Linked DNA regions of Capsicum annuum: region 1 is linked to region 2. A link is a contact called in public Hi-C data. All regions are on one chromosome and are shown on one strand. The core of a region is the stretch at or near the end of the contact, and the rest is flanking DNA. Distances in the headings are between cores, read along the strand shown. Region 1 holds the start of LOC107876000 (calnexin homolog). Region 2 holds the start of LOC107875996 (ACT domain-containing protein DS12, chloroplastic).

What was found. Hi-C and Micro-C count contacts between places; a contact is called where the count stands out from the background.
Region 1: a contact with region 2 is called in a Hi-C map of bud, with 2.7 times the contacts expected there. The contact joins the promoter of LOC107876000 here to the promoter of LOC107875996 in region 2. A contact is called at or near these places in 3 of 5 Hi-C or Micro-C datasets (bud, leaf and placenta).

What each region holds. Positions count from the first base shown.
Region 1 is chr6:206,255,600-206,260,834 of UCD10Xv1.1, forward strand. LOC107876000 (calnexin homolog) reads right to left here and starts at 3,399. Exons shown (of 6, transcript XM_016722949.2): 1 at 3,126-3,399; 2 at 2,908-2,977; 3 at 385-1,505; 4 at 217-288; 5 at 3-122. The coding sequence starts at 3,218.
Region 2 is chr6:206,110,709-206,116,071 of UCD10Xv1.1, forward strand. It overlaps LOC107875996 (ACT domain-containing protein DS12, chloroplastic), which reads right to left and starts at 3,733. Exons shown (of 10, transcript XM_016722941.2): 1 at 3,284-3,733; 2 at 2,639-2,696; 3 at 2,417-2,539; 4 at 2,239-2,333; 5 at 1,952-2,036; 6 at 1,794-1,853; 7 at 1,477-1,532; 8 at 1,249-1,354; 9 at 1,059-1,127; 10 at 701-960. The coding sequence starts at 3,420. The coding sequence ends at 898.

The DNA of each region.
Region 1 (5,235 bases), core at 2,149-4,648, 140 kb after region 2:
ACGGGCTGTTGCTGCTTCCCACCAAAGATGAACATCAAGAAAACTGTCAAAATGATAATTATGATTGAAACGACAGCACCAACTATGAGATTGGGCTGTTTTTCAGCTTTCTCAAGAAGATCCTACAAGACGAGTCTACGAATTAGTCAACACATAAAAAATAAAAATAAAAAGGAAACAACATGCAAAGTCGAAACACCGGGTTCATTCACTCACCAAGACTTTGGACTTGTGTTCACCCAAGAAGGGAATGTCAGCCACCTTGTAGAGGAGATCAAACACCATTTTCTGCAAAGTGTTCCAAATATATCTCAGATCAAGTGACGGAATGAAAGGAAAAATAAAGAACAATGGGATGTATCTTGAAGAAGTGTAAACAATTACCTGGAATCCTTTCAGCTCACCAGCGTTTGCTACTTCCTCAGCCTTCTGTTTCTCTTTCTCTGCATCAAACTTGGGCTTCCATGCAGTCTTCCTGTATGATTCTGCAACTTTCTCGTCACTTGCTATTATGATATTGTCAAATAATATACCATCTTGCATTGTCCATATTTCAATGCCAATTGCTGCAATAGGCTCGAAATTGGGCTTGTTGAGTTTGAAGTAGTTGGGATTTGGAATATCCCTTGGCTTCCAAATACCCTTGTATTTGGGGTTGTCAATCAGTGGAGCATACCATTTTCCCTTGTACGCTGGATTGCTTTTCATTGGTTTTTTCCACTCGCCACACCCAGGGGCTTCTTCACACTTCGGGTTTTCAATTTTGGGAGCCTCCCATTCACCATCTTCTTCGTCAACCCAATCTTCAGGCTTTGTTGCCTCAGGATCATCAATCTCTTCAGGCTCATCGTCCAACCATCCCTCAGGCTTCACGGCTTCCTCATCTATAATTTCCATCGGTGCATCCTCCTCCCAATCATCTGGTTTCTTAGCATCTGGATCTTGAATCTTTTCGCTCTCATCCCAGTCCTCGGGCTTCTTATCATCGGGATCTGGAATGGTCTCTGCAGGAATAAGAGGTGGCTCAAAATCATCTGAGAGGAAGTTAGCCTTCTTCTTCTCTTCCCCATCAACTAAGATTAGCAACTCATTTTTTGGTTTCAATACAGCAGTGTAAACATGGGTTAGTTTGTCAGAAGGTACAGATGGTGGAAACTTAAGGTGGTGCTCAATGTACTCCCCGCTCTTAGGATTCTTATGTTTCAAGATGAAGTGAATCTTGTTGGTGCCTCCACATTTATCAGGTCCAAACATTATAGTATAGGGAGACTCATTGCTGAATTCCTTGGGAATCCACCCCGCCTCCTGGGGGCGGAGGTATTTAAGATAAGCACCACCACATTCAAGTCCTTCCTGGAGGCGAACTTCATATTGAAGAACCACAGTTCCATCTTTGAGGCTGACAACATTGTCAAGTTCCTTAACAATCGCATATCTCCTTGCCTTCTCACTCACAAGAAGCCCATAGTCATCATGTCCTTCACTCTTGGCATGTTTCCACACACCTGAGACACAATTACAACTCCATATGAACACTTGAAACTGAAACAACCAAAGAGTGACTCGACATTGTATAAATAAAGACATTGCACAATGATATAAGGCACACGACAATGAGAAATTTATCAACGATCAAAAATTGAGTTAGCACTATAGACATAAAGACATCACACAAACATCTAAGACAGGCTAATATGACATAGAAGCAAGGAATTCTATTTCTTCGAAACAAATGGATTTTGGGCCATATCTGTCACCACGGACACAGTTCTTCAGCGTACACAAAGTATTTCAACTCCAGGTTCATACGTTGAGCGGGTGGCAAATATCTTAATGGATTTGAATAATGGTATATATTCAATTGATTACACCAAGCATTTTTATCACCTTCTTTGCCTTGATTATGTAGGTATAGACTGATGTTGTCACAAGAAACATAATAGAGATATTAAATTCAAGAACCATCCCTTATTTTTTAGTTGTACAAGACTTGAAACACATTAATCAACATAACTCTAAGTTTCTACTTCAAACATTTTGCTACTATTTCACTACCTCCACCACCTTCAGCCAAGGCTAGAACAGCAATTAGATACATGTTGTGAAACATGAATCTGAAAGATATTCGCCAAGTACATAATAGTAGGAACATCTAGCATATACCAATATAATGTACAACCATAAAACAATAAGGTATCCATGAACTCATTCATAATGGCTAATGCCACATCAGGTACCTCAGTTCCATTAACATAAAAAGGATGAACCTCGTCACCATACTTAAATGCATTCATTCGACAAAATTCAAAATTATCACTATATGGAACAGTTACAACTTACCAAGGACATGACTCTAGATAGGAAAAATGTGGAGTACACGTATTAGGGTAGAAGGTTAGTAGGATGAAGACTGGTAGTTGTAGCATTTCACGGGTAGTATCTTGTTCTTGGAGTTTTTGGGTATTGTTTGTGATTTAGGAAAGATTCTTGGTGGTATTATTTGGTAATATTCTTGCTTCTGATACTGTCTATTGTTTTTATTGTCTGTTGTTTTGTTTGTTTTTACTACCTTATGTTTCTTGTTCTTATATTATGTTTTTTCCTATGTTGTTTGGTCTCGAGATGGGAGTCTATCGGAAACAGTCTTTCTACTTCACTGAGTTAGTGGTATGGACTACATACATTCTACCCTCCCGACCCCACGAAGTGAAAATATACTGGGGTCGGGTATGTTGTTGTTGTTAAATACTTTAAACCAAAAAGAGAAAATGAGAACAGTCAACCGTCCACAACATTTTATACTTTCATTTCGGATTACTGTTTCATTCGTATAACTTTCCTAAGATTCGACAATTCAAAATTCAAATTTTCAGATATAAATAAATCAAATTCCATAAAAACACTTACCATTGAACTCCTCTTTCTCAGACACAATCCAACGTCCATGAAATGTCTTATCGAATGGCTCGTAAACTTTCTACAATTAACAAAAGAATGAACACATTACATGCTATATATGCATCGTTAAAATGATCTAGTAGACACACTATTGCAAACACAAACATGAACATAATCACATATTACATACACTGTAATTACTAATTACAGATCGATATCTATCTTACCACATCGGAAGAAGCGTAGAGTTGAGAGACGAAGCAACTGATCAATAACAACAATGAATGTCGTGTCCAAATCCTCCAATTCCTCTCTCCCATGGCCAAATAAATGGAGTATTAACTGATGAAAATAGATGAAGAAAATAACAGAAATCTGAAATAGGAAAAAACACAAACAATACGAAACAAATGTGTATAGATCAAGAAGAATAAGTCTCCAAAAAAAGGATTAACTGAATGAAATTTGCGGGAGGAGATATTCAAAGTATAAATAAATGTGGCGTCGAGTTCGGTTCGGTTAGCCAAATGTATTTTATGCCACGTGATAGTGGACCAATGATTATATTCCACGTTGCAGGGGAAGTTGGATCTACGATTTGGACGGTTAATTCCAGGCAAAATTACTTTATCAACCTCAGCTATCTCACTTTTGTAAGTTGGACATTTTGGACCCCTTAAATCCATCAAATATCAATATTTTGCACCTTTTGACCATTGACATGGTGACTAGGACAAAGAAAGTGTAACCACTCGCCTAGGGGTGCGAGTAGACGTTAATTTTACATTAAAATAATTTTAAAAAATATATATATGTATATTAAAATTAAAAAAAAAAAAAAGATCCTTTTTTTCCCTGCATCTTTTAAATTTTAAAAATATTTTTAAAAATTTTAAAAAAAATTAAAAATATTTTTAAAAATTTAAATAAATTAAAAATATTTTTAAAAATTTTAAAAAAATTAAAAAGGTTCCTTTTTTCCCTCCATCTTTTATAATTTAAAAATATTTTTAAAAATTAAAAAATCATTTTAAAAAAATTTTAAAAAAATATTTTTTCCCTCCCCACCCCACCCCAGACCATCCCCACCCCCACACCCCACTCAGCCCGTCTCCACCCCCACACCCCCAGCCCCTCATTTTTTTCCTCCATCATTTTTAATTTAAAAATAATAAATTTAAAATTTTTTTCCAACCCCACCGCCTCTCCAACCCATCCCTACCCTACCCAACCTCCCCTACCCCCCCCCCCCCCCATCCCCACCCCACCCAGCTCCACCCACCCCTCTCCCCCAGCCCTTCACCCCACCCCAGCCCATCCAGCCCCACGTAACCCCTCCTCTTCCCAAGCCCCCAACCTACCCAGCCCCACGCAACCCCTTCCCCAGCCCCTCGCCTCACCCAACCCGCTTTCTCCAGCCCTCCACCCCACCCCACCCCTCCCCTAGCCCATCACCCCACCCCACCCCACCCCACCTATCCTCAAGCAGCCCCCACCTCACTCAGCCCTTCCCCAACCCCCCAGCCTCACCCAACCCCTCGCCCCACAATTAATTTAAATTAAATATTTTAAATATGTAAATCATCTTTAAATTAATTAATTATTTAAGTAAAATTTATTTAAATTACGTAAGAATTTTAAATTTGATAAATTAATTAATTTAAATAAATTAATTAGTTAAGAATTTTAATTAATTAATATTTTACTAATTTAAATTTAAAATTTATTTTAATTAATTAAATTAATTTTAATATTTAATTAATTTTAATGTAATACTTTTTTATTATTTTTTATTTTAAAAATAATTATTCAAATTTTTCTATAATTTATAAATTTTTCTTATTTAATTAAATTAATTTTAATATTTAATTTGTATGTAGCATTTTAAAAATGACTTGGAATTTAATGTAATACTTTTTCTATTTTAAAAAAAAAATTAAAATGACATGGCAGATATGGCTGACGTGGCAGCTGACGTGGGAGAAAGTGTGTTACACTCACCAAAAAAGTATTTAAAATGTTGTTTTTTAGTAGGTTCAGGGGTCAAGATGACAAACATATAAGTAGAAGTGTCTAACTTACAAAATCGACATAGTGTAGGGGTCCAGGAGGTCATTTTGCCTTAATTCTATAATTTTGATTTGGTTAGAAGTACTCCCTTAGTGTCTTTTTTTTGGGGGGGTCTCTCAAGATATCTCCACAGCCGGCAACCGTGAGACTAATTCTCTATTCCTACTATCAGCGCACTAAGCGATAAGGAACGGACCACAGCACTAAGCGGTAGGAAATTGGCCACAAAGTTTTTTTCATTCACCAGAGGTGAGGTGTTGAACCACC
Region 2 (5,363 bases), core at 2,483-4,982:
AATAGCCTCTTATCCCCTATCATTGCCTTACCATTATCCAATTGAAATTGGAACAATTCCATTTTTACTACCACTTGGCACTTGTAAAAGAATTCATCATCAAAAATTATGTAATACTTATTTGTTTGGAAATATGGCTACATAATGGAATCACTGGCCTTATCTTTACTTCAGTTCATCTAGAGTGAAGATATGACAGCCACCTTCAGAAATTCATTTATCCTACATTCATCTAATCCCCCAAACTTCCCCTCCACAACTAGATGTGACATGTAACAGTTTTAAAAATTACACTTGTTCCTCGTACGTTGTATAAAGATTAGTTAAGAAAATACACTTATTCCTCCCTCTTAGGTTGTATAAAGACCAGGTTTTTTACTGCTAATCTTATTAGACTCCACTTGTGGGATTACACTAACTATGTTGTTGTAGTTTAGCATGGAAAATTGCTGATCACATCAAGAACAGTCATTGTTGATTGAAAGTGAGAGACAAACCATGATTAATTGAGATATTTATGCAAGATGAGTCCAGTTTTTGTCTCTCTTTCGCGACTTGGCCTACTCAAGAACCACACCAATAGTGCATTTTCTGTCAGCTAAGTTGGGTTGAATTGGTAGGTAGGACGATCATCTCTTCCGCCTTCATGTTAATGAAGCAGATAGGCGATAGCTCAAATTGCATAACTGATAATTGGCCATTTTTCCTGTTCTGAAAATGTATATCATTAATGTATAAATGGTAGCAATCTACAATGTTACAACAGAGTATTGAAGCTATGATTCCGAGTTTCATGCATATCTTTTTCTGTTAATGTATCCGTGCTGCAAAAACAGCTAGCTTCAGTCTTAATAATTGAAAGTACTTGGTTAACCCTGTTGATTGATTTCTCACTTATTAAAAACTTGCATCCTCTGTTGTTGGTCTCCTCAAGAAATAACGCAGGCTATTTGCAAGAACCTGCAAGGATCAAGACCGAAAATTGTCAATAATTTTCTTTAACCTATCAAGGTCTAATAACAGAAATCGTATATTGCTTCCACTTTAGCACTGGTTACCTGTTGAAGGGGTTTGATCAAAGCCTTGCCCTTGTAGCTGACATGAAATTTTGCCTTAGCGAGCAATCCCTGCGCCAAAGAATTTTTTTTAACTCTGTGCTAGCTACTGCTGCTGCTACTTATTAGTCGGTACAACCACTTCCTAAGCAGTTTAGTGAATGATTCAGAAAAACTCCTCAAATAGTCTCACCTCAGTATCGAACTCTCCAGATTCAACATCAACGTTTATGTCAGTAATGATCTTGACAAGATCAACTATCAATCCAGGTCTGTCTGCTGTCTCGACACAGAGTAAGCTGCAAAATAGAGGCATTTTACTATTCTCTTCAAGTGGTGCACTCAATGGATCACTTAATAGTTGATAATTCAGTTTAGAAGTATCGGCATGTACTGATCAGAACCAAGACACAGACCGTACCTTCTTTCAGGACCATCGTCATATACATGGATATGGGTCGCTATGTCCACGTCAATCTGAAAATTTTCAGCACAGACAACAAAGTAAGATTTAAACTTGTACTAGAAAGATAGCTATTTCGTCATTACTAATCGCATGCAAAGATGAGCAGTAACCTTGCACATTCAGAAAACAACCCCACTCCACACACACACAAAAGAAATATATATACACACAACATGCCCACATGATGTTCAAAATAACCAATATAGACGTGCATAATTAATGGCGTATGCACCCATTGGAGGTGAGGACAGCATATGAAGGCGATTAACAACCTTCTGATATGGTTGAAAAACACCAAAAGCTTCCCCCATAGCTAATCTGGAGCTAGATTCCTGCACCAGAAATTGCAGTAAGAAGAAGAAGCTATATATGAATCCCTCAGGAGGTACAGTCAAACAACTGATGCACAACAACTTTCTGAAGTTTCTACCGGGTGATATTCCATCATATTGTTGATGATCGTCAAACGAATTGCTTCAAGCAGCTCTGGATCATCGACCTTCCTACCCGTAGAACTAAAAAAAAGTCCCAATAGCGAAACAATAAGAACTTCAATCAGGAAACTAATGCCGTTAGCCCCATAATAAAAGATTCATCTGAAAGTATTTTCCAATATTTCAGATATCTGATGACTGATAGTATGCAACGACTAAGAAAGTACTCTGACATACAGAAAAATCACCTAGCAGCATAAAGGAATCTACAACATGAACTTACGCTTTTGTGATGGCAAATGTGTTATGCTTCCCAGATGAATCAAGACAGACATTAGCCTTAACAACATTCAGCCCGAGGTTTTTCAGTGCATTCATCTAAAACACATTTTGCAAATCAAGACAAGAACTGGAAGCAATAGCACTCAACACTTGAATCATAAAGAGTAAGAGATTCTTACTGTGTCGAGAAGTGCACCAAGGCGATCCCCAAATGTAACCTCTACAACCGTTGCTTCTGGATCTGAATCCAAATCGATTACAACTTTGGGCATTGGAACTGCAGTCTCCTGTGAACTTCCATCCTGCTTGATCAGTTACATGAATCAAAAAACAAACATATCAATCGCAAACGAAAAATAAACAACAAGGTACAATTACTTCAATGGTTATATGCTAGTTACCTCCACAGCTGTAGCTGCAGATGCTTTTGGAATAATTCCATTCCCAGCTAAAGCTAATCTGGAAAAAAACAAAGTAGATTGATTTAAATTATTTCCAAGTCCATATAAGTACTAAACTTTAGCAAGTCCATATATTCAATTCAAATATTGTGTAAGGTTAAAATATTGCCCATGGCAGAATCTTAGTAGCTCAATTGGTTGACTACCTGAACTTTCATCATTTTGCCTTGTTGGTGAGGGTTCGATCCTCGTCTTGTCATCCCCCATTTCCCCTTTCCCTCCCCCCCCCCCCCCCAAAAAAAAAACACACACACCACCACCACCACCACCACACACACACAAAAAAAAAAATTGTCCTTTCCTAATTGACCAATGGATAAAAATTTTAGATGCTTTTTATGATCTCAACACATAGTAAAGCATTTATCCAGCTGCATTTCAAATCTTGTGACTAAGTCAAAAGACATTAGTTGACTACTCACTACTCACAAATCTACTAGAAAACATATATATAAAAAACATGGAAGAAAATAAGATTTCAAAATTACAATTAGAAAAATTATTAATTCTTCTTCTTCCTACAATCAATAAATAACAAATTGGCTAAGGTGAATTAAACGAAATTCAAACAAAAAAGCAGCTTACCTCTTGGATGTAATGTGCAATCTCTGAACAGGATTCAAAGCTAAAGATCCATTAAAGAAACCTGGAGTTGAAATGGGCTGCTTCTCTATAAGTTTTAAACTAGTGGATATCCCACAAGAAACCATAGCCACAGCCATTTCAGTTTCAATAATATCAAGAAAGAAGAGAGATTTTTTAAGGAAGACAATAAACTATGTACTAAAAAGTAGAAACTTTATTCCTATTCTTGAAATTCATTTAAGAAAATAAAACTATGGGTAACAGAAAAAGATAATCCATCTGGTTTAAAGAGAAAAAGGAATCAAGTTGATTATTCTAGAAATATCCGCCATTTTAATGGGAAACCACCTATTATTGTCTTTGTGATACTAAGGGCTCGTTTGGTTGGAAACAAGTTAACCAACATTAATTTTGAGACTAATTATTTTATTCTTAAAGTGGGAAAAAAAAAAAATACAGTATTATAATTTAAAATGAGTTATCAATATATTTTATTCTAACTAAATATGAAATAAGCTAATTTTTAAATTAATTTAGTAACTAATTATTCATTATTTCTTGTACCAAATGAGTCCTAATTGATAGGATATACTTCCTCTATCATAAAATAGTTAGCATGTTTTGTTTTTTAAGAATTAATTTGATTAATTTTTAAAATTAAATTAAAGTAGATTAATTTAATATTTAAAAAGTAAAATTTAGATATTAAAAAATTATTAAATATTTAAAAACTATATGAAAAGTCTTATAAGTAGTATTTTTTAATATGATTAAAAAATAAATACTAAAATACTAATTAAAATTACTTTTGAAAAAAATTATGTCAACTATTTTGAGACCGGAGAAATAATACATAAACAACTTGACAGGCACAAATCTGTGGTCCTGTTTTGTCTTTGTTTGATCAAAGCTTAGCCTAACCAAAACCAATCATGAACCACTCTATTCGATATTTTGTACGGATAATTAATTTAGGTATGGTTAAGTAGTTGGTTCGGATTATGTTAGTATTGTTAAAATAAATTAGTTATTAAATAATATATACTATATGATTTCAAAATAGAATTAAGATTTTATCAAGTATGTATATTACTTTTAATTTTAAAATAAGTCGTACTCATTAATTTCACAATGATTATTATGTTTTAGAAGACATTTAAATCTTAAAAAGCTATTTTTTAAATCAAATCGTGTAATAACTCATTTTCAAGAAAGATTTACTTAGAATCACTCATTTAAGCCTCTTTCTTGAAATTCTTTAAAGATGGTACGTTATCAGACATTTCTTACAATTTTTTTTCAAGGATAAACTTGCACATTTCCTTAACATCCTTATCATTAATATTTTTCACATCTTTAAAATAATCATATATATCTTCATAATTTAGATTTTTCCTCTCCTCAAAACTTAATACATAACACATTTACTCCATCAAGCTAACCTCTTTTATCACATGTTTATGCTTCAAATATTTTCTTATCCAAAATATTTATCCTTCTCTCCTATTCCTTTTTCTTTCTCCTCTAAATTTTCTAACCCTAAATCTGTCGTGCTTCCCACTTTTTCATCCAGAAGTTTGGCATTGCCCATATCCACTTCAACACGCCAGATGGGGAAAAAAAAAAAGTTAAATAGCTGATCTGTTGAGGACATATAGTCTATGTAGATAAGTGACAATGTGAAACAGAAGTTATGTAAAAACGAATGGTTTAGTTTGACTTTGATTAAAAAATTTAAGAAAATAAAGAAGATTTTTAAATTTTGTAATTCTAAATTAAAGTTATATCAAACACATCAAAATATCCTTTGATCTTGTGATCATAAACATATTATGTGAAAAGTTACGATTAAAGATTTGCTAAAAAAAAGAGGAATGAATCATTCCTTTTAAACAGATTAAAAAAAAAAAAACAGGTTATTTTTATCGAAACAAAGGTAGTAAGTACCTTTCCCTCAACAGTCCCAACATATGAGAACATAACACCATCCGTACTACGTCGTGGTATAATTGGTGGCTTTATTAGTGGAGATCTTCGTTTTTTTCCTTTTCCTTTTAAGTAGGTATCTATGCACAAATAC